Linked DNA regions of Danio rerio: all the other regions are linked to region 1. A link is a contact called in public HiChIP or PLAC-seq data. All regions are on one chromosome and are shown on one strand. The core of a region is the stretch at or near the end of the contact, and the rest is flanking DNA. Distances in the headings are between cores, read along the strand shown.

Region 1 (3,037 bases), core at 246-2,745:
AATTTTTTAGAAGAAAATTTTGGATTTTTTTTTTTTTATGACTGCAAATCATAATGAACTCCCACATGAGCTGATTCAATTTGTTTGCGAAGGTGAGGAAGTTTGCACGTTTTTTCTTAGTATAAAATGATAGTTACTTCTGCTTGCTCTGGACAATGACACCTATATGTTTGCATGTCCAATATCAATAAGATATTTTATTGATTACCAAAGTATGACATTACACAACAAAGCAATAAATAAAAATTACTTTACATTTAATTTAGGGTAAATATCCCATGTAGTTTGTGATCAAAGTATGTAATTGGTTTTAAAATCATTTTGATGAGACCATTTTATAACCTAAAATAAATTAACTTTATACATTTATAAAAATAAAAATCACAGACACTAAGTTAGCCAGGAACATGGTAAGAAGCGTGAGTGTTTAAGGTTCTCCTCGTTTTCAGGATTTATGCAGCCCAGAGAAACCCCATTTGTAGAAGAATCCAGGTTTTAAATGACAGTGGGATCCTTGTATCTCGGATATTCTTTTAACTCACATCAAGGATCATTTTACAGCTCTTGCAGGGGCCGATCTGAGAGAACACTTGCAGGATGAGGGCCTCCGTAACATCCCTGGAGAGGTTCCCGACATACCTAAAAACAGGAGAGCACAGGGAAAACTGAGAAACACGGTCACCGCGTTGAGTTTTTCTTCCATCCCTCACGCCAGCAGTGCATTCCGCGGGGTTTCATTTCTGCCACGTTTTCAGCGCAAGAGAGCGAGCAGCTAACACAATTCAACAGCTCCAACGCTATTTCATGACAGAAAATACACGTACAAACACACATAGTCTTACTTATTACAGTCTTTCAACAGCAGAAAGCATAAGAGGGGCCCTAAGAGGGATATAACAGTAGAATTTTAAGTGTTTTACGGTTAGTAGTTAGCTATTTGGGTAACGAAAACCGTGCGCTACAAACGGAACTTGTAGCTAAAGCCTCTGTAGCAAGTTAGCTACGTTATTCGGGATGCGAACTGATTAGTTCACCCATGTGGATATAACCGGATAAATGAATAGTGGGTTGAGGCAAACACCGTATTTTTCACCGCCACCCATGCTAGGCTCGGTTCCGCTGCTCCAGTTTGGTGTTGTTTAACCGGCTTGTGCAGTAGATACTGAAATGGACGCACATATCGCACTTCGCATATAACAAAAAGAGTCATTTACGGGCTCGTGCTCGAGTTGCTTATGTGAAGTTTGGCGTACTGTGCTTGCGACCTCTGCGCCGCTTAAACAAACGTGTTTAAACACGAGTTTGGCTTCGTAAAGCGGCCGACTAAACTGCAGCAGCACTTACAACGTCCTCGGCTGGTCCTCGTCCATCATCATCGTGCTGGTGGGAAAAGGTCGACGCTTTGTTTAAAACCTGCCCTGTTTTTAACGTTTGAATAGGTATAGCCTCTAAGGTTTTAACTTGTTAGTTAACGCGAATTTACTGGAATAACTTCCTCTGACGTTACTCGTGAAACGTCATCAAATGACGTTGCCAGAGTTCCTCTTCAGCGCCTGACTGTTCTTGGCGGCAGAGATCGACTACTGCCCCCTATCAGATCAAACGTTGAACCCCTGGTTGAACCCGACACACCAGCTCCCAAATTTTTAAGTGAATCGGTTCTTTCGACTCTTTTGCATTATAACTTGATTTGTGTTCTTTAAAGCATTGCCATTTTAACTCTTTATTGGCAATGACCTCACGAAAACGCTGAGCTTTAATTCTAAGTTATCCTACAGCTTTTTATCCGAATTGTACTTTACTGGTTTAAGACACCTGCACACAATGTGAATTAATTCTGTTTTCCGATCTATGTAAACATTTTACAATGGTGGGCATCACGGTGGCGCAATGGGTAACATAAAGGTTGCTGGTTCGAGCATCGGCTGGGTCACTTGGCATTTCTGTGTGGAGTTTGCACGTTCTCCCCGTGTTCGTGTGGGTTTCCCCCAAAGTCCAAAGACATGTGGGTGAAATTATGTATATGTATATCATGTATAGGTGAATTGGGTAAGTAAAATTGTCTGTAGTGTATGTGTATGAATGAGAGTGTATGGATGTTTCCCAGTGATGGGTTACAGCTGGAAAGGCATCCACTGCGTAAAACATATGCTGCATAAGTTGGCGGTTCATTCTGCTGTGGCGACTTAATAAAGGGACAAAGTTGAAGAGAAAATGAACAAATTTCCAATGGCTCCTAACGAAACCTTTTTTTCCCCAATGCATATAGCTGTCAAGAAAGACACTGGTTTAGTTTCGAACATGTCAATATAGAGCCTATTTCATTGTTTAGAGATAAACATAGACCACTTTTGAAAGCGTATAATATTTTGAATGTAGATGTAATTGGTATCAGTGCAGTCTGATGTTGTCCTATAGCTCGATGATAAAATTTTAAGAATTATTCATTAATGTTGTGTTGATTCTGGACAAATTATTCATTTTTTTTTCTGTGTGTAAAAGAGTCTTTATTTGTCTTAATTCTTTCCAGTACTGCAGTGTTTGTAAACTAAACATGAAAATGAAATTTGCTGAGTTGATAAGAGACATGATTTAGTAAAAGAGGGTTAAAATACTATATTGTTTTCTATAGTTTACTCCCATTTTATAATGTGAATTCATGAATGCCATTATAAACGTAAAGTTGTTTATTAATAATAAAGATAAAAGTTTCATAAAGTCATATGAAAACATTTGCATTTGCAGTGTTTATTGTGAAATGATATATAAGGATCTACATTAAACTGCAGTACATATACATTCTTAGTTTGATTTCTGTGTGAAACAGATTTGAATGTAACAGTATCTCCACATGTGCCCATATGCTTTCTGCAGTATAAACAAGACACAAATGAAAGGCAAACGTGAACTTTTTGAGAAACAGAGGAGGGTGACAGAATTTGATTACCCGTTTGCTGCCTCGTCTGATTAACCCTTGTGTATGTTCATAGCACAATACTTTCAAGAATATATACAAGTGCAGATGTGCTTGATTTAT
Region 2 (3,037 bases), core at 188-2,687, 390 kb before region 1:
CGCAGGGGGAGTCTAATCATCAGCATCTCACATCTGCTGCAAACACACTGTATGCAAACACATCTCTTTTTGACTACACAAGCAACTCATCCTTTTAACTACATGCTCATGTCATTTACGGAAAAAGTGAGGGGAAAAAGACAAGGTGGTGAAAAGTCAAAATAACAATGTCTGAAAATGCAGCCTGATGAGCTGAAGCTTTATTGTATCGCAGGACTCCAGTATTTAGGTAAACAAATGTCATGTGAGCTGTTCAGCACTAAAGATCACAGGGTTATTATTATGATTCATATCTATCTCTCAATGGAACATATGGCGATGGAAAGTGTGAGTTAAAAGTGTCAATGTTATCTGATTTCTCATTTATTATAGTATAATACTGTATGAGTATGATGTGTGGGTATACTTTGAAGCTTTAGTAAGAATTATAACATGTCTATTTTTACCAACATAAGAAAAACATTCCCATTGCTGTAAGAAAGAGGACGTACTGTATAAGAGATTATGTGGTGAACCAGCAGAGGTCAGTAGATTAACATTAACTTTGATCATCTGTAATCTGGTTATGGGTCCACAGAAAATAAAATCTAAAAAGTAAATTAGTTACCTAATAAAACCATGTTTGATGATAAGGGTCTGATATAGATCTGCCTCTCAACAAACCTGTGTAAATTAGATAAGATAAAAAACACACTTTGGAAATTGTGCTGGACTGGTCCCTAGTGACTTCCATATCATGTTTTTTTTTTTTTAAATAGGGTTCAGCAGGACCCAGAAACAGCTAAAGGTGGGAAAATTAGATTGGGGGTAAAGGTTGGGGGGCGCTAGGGCACTTCAGATCTCTTTGGAAGGGCACTTTCTATCCAAGACTAAAAAGGGCATGTGCACTTCACAGGTTGAGCCCTATGTGTGCACGTGCCTGACAAACCCCCTATATATAATGCTGTGCAGGAACAAAAGAATGCTAATTTGTATTTTAATGTTGTCAATTCACATTATTCCAATCACTTGAAAAGTATATCTTCAGTGCAATGAAGTCAGTGTAGTCAAATACCAACTTCTAGGCATAGGACAAGTGAACGTAATTAAAAGTGTCCATGCTATCTTATTTAAACCAAGTTATGTAATAGTCTGGAGTAACAAAGGGAGAGAGAGAGAGAGACAAACGGTACAACAGCTGAGGTTTTAGCACTGGGCAAATGTTGGTAACGTTAGGCCTATTTTTAATTCCCAGTCTATTTTGAGAATTTATAATTTTTGTATATGATTTATGCATTTTACCCAAACCAGTATCTAATACTGAATTAATGATTAACACTGTTAAATATACGTGCTAAAAATATTATAACATACTAACAAAGCAACGATATGGGCGGATTCGATAATAATCCTATCCTAGTCAGTTCCTGTCCCAGTCTGGTCGTGAACGCGCCCCATTCAGGTGACGTCACGGCTGCAGCTGTTCAGTCGGTGTGAATGTAATTTCACGGAGACCACTCGTTTTTTTCGACGGAGAAACCTAGATGTGACGACGAAAGCGACGGAGTGTTTGTTTTTTGGAAACGTTTACGGTTCTATTTTGGTCAGATGTGGACCGACGCTTAACAGAAGACGTTTGTTTGCTATCACGGCCTATCTGTTTTCAGTATCGCGCTACATCGGGTATGTCAAAACAACACAGCCAGTCAACTTTGTCGGATTTTAGTAACGTAGACCTTTAACAGTGAAAAGATTAAACGAATTATTAGCATAACTGATATTGTTGCATAGCACTGTAGTGAAAATGGTTTCGCTTTGTCGTAGTTTCGCATTAGCGCGATAAACGAAGGAGTGTTGTTTTGTTCGATGTGTTTTTACATTTACACGTACCGCTAATGTTGTTTCTATTGTCTTAGAAGTGTTGTTGCATTATCTGTGTAATGTTACTAGTGAAACGTCGTGCTGGTACATTTGTTTCGAGTTAGCATTTTGGATGTGACTCACGGCCTTGTCGGCCCAGACACGCGTTCATGTAACATTAGGCCAGGAATGTGGTGTCGTCGAGCTCGGTTCAACTTTTGACTTTTAACATGATTTAATTAAGGTCGTGGAAAACTACTAAAACTTGCATGTTAGTTTGTTTCATCCAACCACCACGTCTCTGGCAAACGCATTCAGTGATTTTATTTGTATCGACTTCCTGCAGTGTCGTACTGTATTGTTTGTTTAAAAGGGGTTGAAATGCATTGTAGAAACGGTAACGTTACATGTCCTCAAACGTTTTAAATAGCACACACACTCTCCGAGGAGCATGAAACGTTTTAACTTTTGTTACATTTTCAAAGCACTGACACGTTAAGATTGATTGCTTGGATTTGTTTGTATGGACTTAAAATTATGTGAAGTATTATTGGTTATTAATTATAAGAACTTCTTTGTGTTATAATTTTTTGTTTTATTTTCAGATACTACAACCTTAAGTCAATATTTCTTATTTTTTCGCAATTATTTATATTTTTATTGTTTTTTGTACGTGAGGCATGTTGCATTACCTTAACTGGAAGATTAATATTTAATGTCTTTTATTTCACTTGAAGATAGGTGATAAAACTGAAAAAATGGTGAGACCACAATCAGGATCTCCTCGTTCCAAACACAGGTTTGATTTAGATATGTAATATTTAATTCTGATTGAACTAAGTTTATCATTATAAGTGAGACTAAAATGTTGTTTATTCTCATACAGGCCTTTCTCAGACAACTACAATAGCATGAATCATGAAGGGCGATATGGCCCCCCTTCAAGAAGCCAAAGAGGTTTCAGAGGGCCTCCTGGAAAAGCCCCTCCGAGTTGGAGAGTTCACAACAGTAGTGGATCCCAGCCCTACCCCAAGAGGCCTTCCTCACTCATGGGTGAACGCAGAGAGCGACCACACGGACAGTGGATGCAGAACCAGGATCACTTCCATCCGTATCCCAACTCGCAGGATTCACAGAGAGGCCGAAGGAGGCCATCACCACCCCGCTCAAGTCGCCCTCCCCCAGTACAGCACAGGCA
Region 3 (3,037 bases), core at 236-2,735, 270 kb before region 1:
TGTTAAAGTAACTTGCGTATCATTTTCGCAGGAGATTATTGGTAGGCGACATTAATGCAATCGCGTTTGAAACATTAAATATTGTCGAAAATGTACCGAGGGCTCATTTGTTCGAGTAAACATAGAAATATCCGAAGAGAAGCTGCTTATGCTAAAAGCTAACGAAGAGCAGATGAATCCTCGTCTAGTCAGCAAAACAAGGAGGCGAATTAGTGTCCGAGCATTTCAAATATGCTTACAAAATTACATGTTATGTATCTGGAGATAGTACAGAAGTCTTGCCAAGTAACTTATACTTAACCTAAGAGGATATGTCGCTGCAAGCAGGAGTAGTTAATCCATTCAGAAGCTCTTTGTTAAATAGGTGTGTTACACGAGGCTTGTGTAAAACTTTAATTATTAACGTGATAGGCTCCAATGAAACAAAACTAGATTGATGAATATGACAACAATCAAAGCATTTACCTTGATGATGATCCATAATGCCCAACATGGTGGGGTGGTACCACAAAGTTGGGCTCTTCTTAGTGTTGGCTCTTGGTAATGACCTTACAGTGTCACTTTAGTAGGCAAAATGTCTTTCAGTTGGGGAAAAAGGATGTAACTTCAGTTGTTTTTGAATTCAACGAGCGAAAAATAAAGTTACGTTAACGTTACTGCAGTACCGAAGGGTGATTTGCCATATGCTCAGCGGGGTCGTCTCGTCCAACGGTGAAAACCAAGCAAAGGAGACTATATTTCGACGATAATATGGAGATTCAGCCAAAAAATAAACCGAACGGTGTATTATTTCGCAGAGATTTCAATTATGGACGTCGACGACGATGATGATGATGATGGTGGTGGTGACTTATCTTCGGTCCTCGATGATTACAAACGATTTTAAGCTGGTGGCTTTAGATTTCCAAGAGCGATGACACGTTGACTGCATCCACGAACGCAAAGAAAACACGGCAAAGACACTAAATCGAGTATTAAATTCCAAATGTTGAAAAAAACAGGAACGAGCTTTTTGCAACTGCATTCAACAAAGTCTTGAACGTCTGGGTTACGCGCGGTCTCAACAGGAATCACCCTGTGACGCAACCACGCAAAGAGCGCCAGACTTTTTGCGTAATGTATATTGATAATAGCGTAATGAATATGCATAAGATCTGGAAAAAAGAACTGCCAAACTGCTAAACGCACTGCTTCATTCGTATGTGATTCTCTACAGTGGTGAAATGCTTGTGCCCATGTTGTGTTAATGTCCAGATATGATGTTCGGTAACTTGGTTACGTCCTTGCTTTCACGCGAAGAGCACAGGAAATAAGGAAACTGTGGCTTTATGGACGCCATTTTGGATCACACGCGCAATGTCTTTCCACGAAAACATCCTCTAGGAGAGCCATAATGGCGCACTTTCCGTTGCAGTGTGTAAACGAACTTCCTTAATCCTGGCAAGTCAGCTGATCTATGTCGTGACAGTTTTTTTCCTCGATCTACTGCTTGGTAGGGTATTCCACGGATTGGTGTTCGCTTCATGCTAGTACAGTAAGATCAATCTTTTCATTATTTGTTACTCTTATTTTGTTTATTGTCATCTCTTTCGGTTTGCTCCCATCTCATTTTCTACGCAGGCGAATTGTGCTCATTTGCTGATCAGAGGCTTTGCTAGCAGCCATCTGTCACCTGACATTCATGGTTCCTCACGACAGTCTGCTAGATTTTCTCATTCAATAGTTAATAGCGGTTGTGCGTTTAGTACAGTTATCTAAATTCCTAACATTTTAAATTTGATATTCAGTCGTTACAGCAAGAATCTAGTGTTAATCCGAACCCGGTCGGCCATAGTGGCTCTGCTGTTTATTAACTGTTTTTCTGGGTTGTCGTTATAGGCTACTTGTCAGTGGTAATTGAGATATTTACTTTAAATTCCCTTCAAATATATTTCTTTACAGTTGAACAAAACATGTTTAGATTGTGTTTCTGTTGAAATTATAAAATGAATCTTGTCATGTTGTTTTTATTTTTGAAATACTTAAAGATATTTATCTTTTTTTACCACATCTGTGTCTTGAATCTGTCATTTAGGTTTTCTAACACACAAGATGGATTTTTCCAAGCTGCCTAAGATCCGAGATGAGGAACGCGAGAGTCAGTTTGGATATGTTCATGGAGTCTCAGGCCCCGGTAAAAAAAAATAAAATACAATAAAATAAACATTCACCACTGCCAAATATATGAAGTCAGTTTGTTACAGATTAGCTTACTGCTCGGTGTTTATCTCACAAGTAATTCAGTCATCTACTGTAAAAAAGAGAAGTCATGTGATGGGCAGGTTACAGTCTATGTCTCTATTCAATACAGTGGTGACGGCCTCCAGCATGGCAGGTGCAGCTATGTATGAACTGGTTCGTGTCGGCCACAGTGAGCTGGTGGGAGAGATTATCCGATTGGAAGGAGATATGGCAACCATCCAGGTGTATGAGGAGACTTGTATCCTTTACTATTAATCTGGGATTTGTTTACACTGAGAACCCCCTAAAAGTTTTAAATATAGTAAATCCAAATAAAATGTTTGCATAATTAGAGGAGAAAAAAAACAACAGGTATTTATCATTTAGATCCTGTTTTAAGTCTCAATAACCCAGGTATGGGTTCCGCCATGGTGTTGAACAATAAACAAACTTGCTGTAAACTTGCTCCCGCACATCAAATCATATTCTTTTGTTGTCAAAATAATATTGTTGGCAAAATAAATAAACCCATTGTCAACATGTCACATAGTGTTCAGTAGTATCATTCACAGTAATATAAGGCGTATTACCATGGTATTATTATCTCACACTGTTACAGGATTATAATGCTGTTGCAGAATTGGTTTTGTGTGTGTTTGTCTACTTTGCATTGTTTGTTTTCCTGAACCAAAGTAACACAGCTGGAGTTTGTGTGGGAGATCCAGTGCTCCGCACAGGAAAGCCCCTCTCTGTAGAGCTGGGACCTGGAATTATGGGCTCTATCTTTGACGGTATTCAGCGCCCCCTCAAAGACATC

Evidence for each region. HiChIP or PLAC-seq counts read pairs in DNA pulled down with a chosen protein or histone mark.
Region 2: a contact with region 1 is called in an H3K4me3 HiChIP or PLAC-seq map of gastrula embryo, with 2.9 times the contacts expected there. The contact joins the promoter of si:ch211-114c12.2 here to the promoter of tia1l in region 1. A contact is called at or near these places in 2 of 4 datasets of contacts at active chromatin or transcription factors (embryo and gastrula embryo).
Region 3: an H3K4me3 HiChIP or PLAC-seq map of gastrula embryo shows a contact between it and region 1, with 6 times the contacts expected there. The contact joins the promoter of atp6v1aa here to the promoter of tia1l in region 1. A contact is called at or near these places in 2 of 18 Hi-C or Micro-C datasets (hematopoietic stem cells and an unstated tissue) and 2 of 4 datasets of contacts at active chromatin or transcription factors (embryo and gastrula embryo).

The regions. Positions count from the first base shown.
Region 1 is chr5:25,173,774-25,176,810 of GRCz12tu, forward strand. tia1l (cytotoxic granule-associated RNA binding protein 1, like) reads right to left here and starts at 1,496. Exons shown (of 11, transcript NM_200182.2): 1 at 1,345-1,496; 2 at 543-639. The coding sequence starts at 1,376.
Region 2 is chr5:24,783,991-24,787,027 of GRCz12tu, forward strand. si:ch211-114c12.2 reads left to right here and starts at 1,438. Exons shown (of 10, transcript NM_001002300.1): 1 at 1,438-1,662; 2 at 2,577-2,638; 3 at 2,726-3,037. The coding sequence starts at 2,598.
Region 3 is chr5:24,901,615-24,904,651 of GRCz12tu, forward strand. atp6v1aa (ATPase H+ transporting V1 subunit Aa) reads left to right here and starts at 1,486. Exons shown (of 15, transcript NM_201135.2): 1 at 1,486-1,534; 2 at 2,075-2,173; 3 at 2,351-2,479; 4 at 2,922-3,037. The coding sequence starts at 2,092. It overlaps phf23a (PHD finger protein 23a), which reads right to left and starts at 1,005. Exons shown (of 5, transcript NM_001013499.1): 1 at 466-1,005. The coding sequence starts at 493.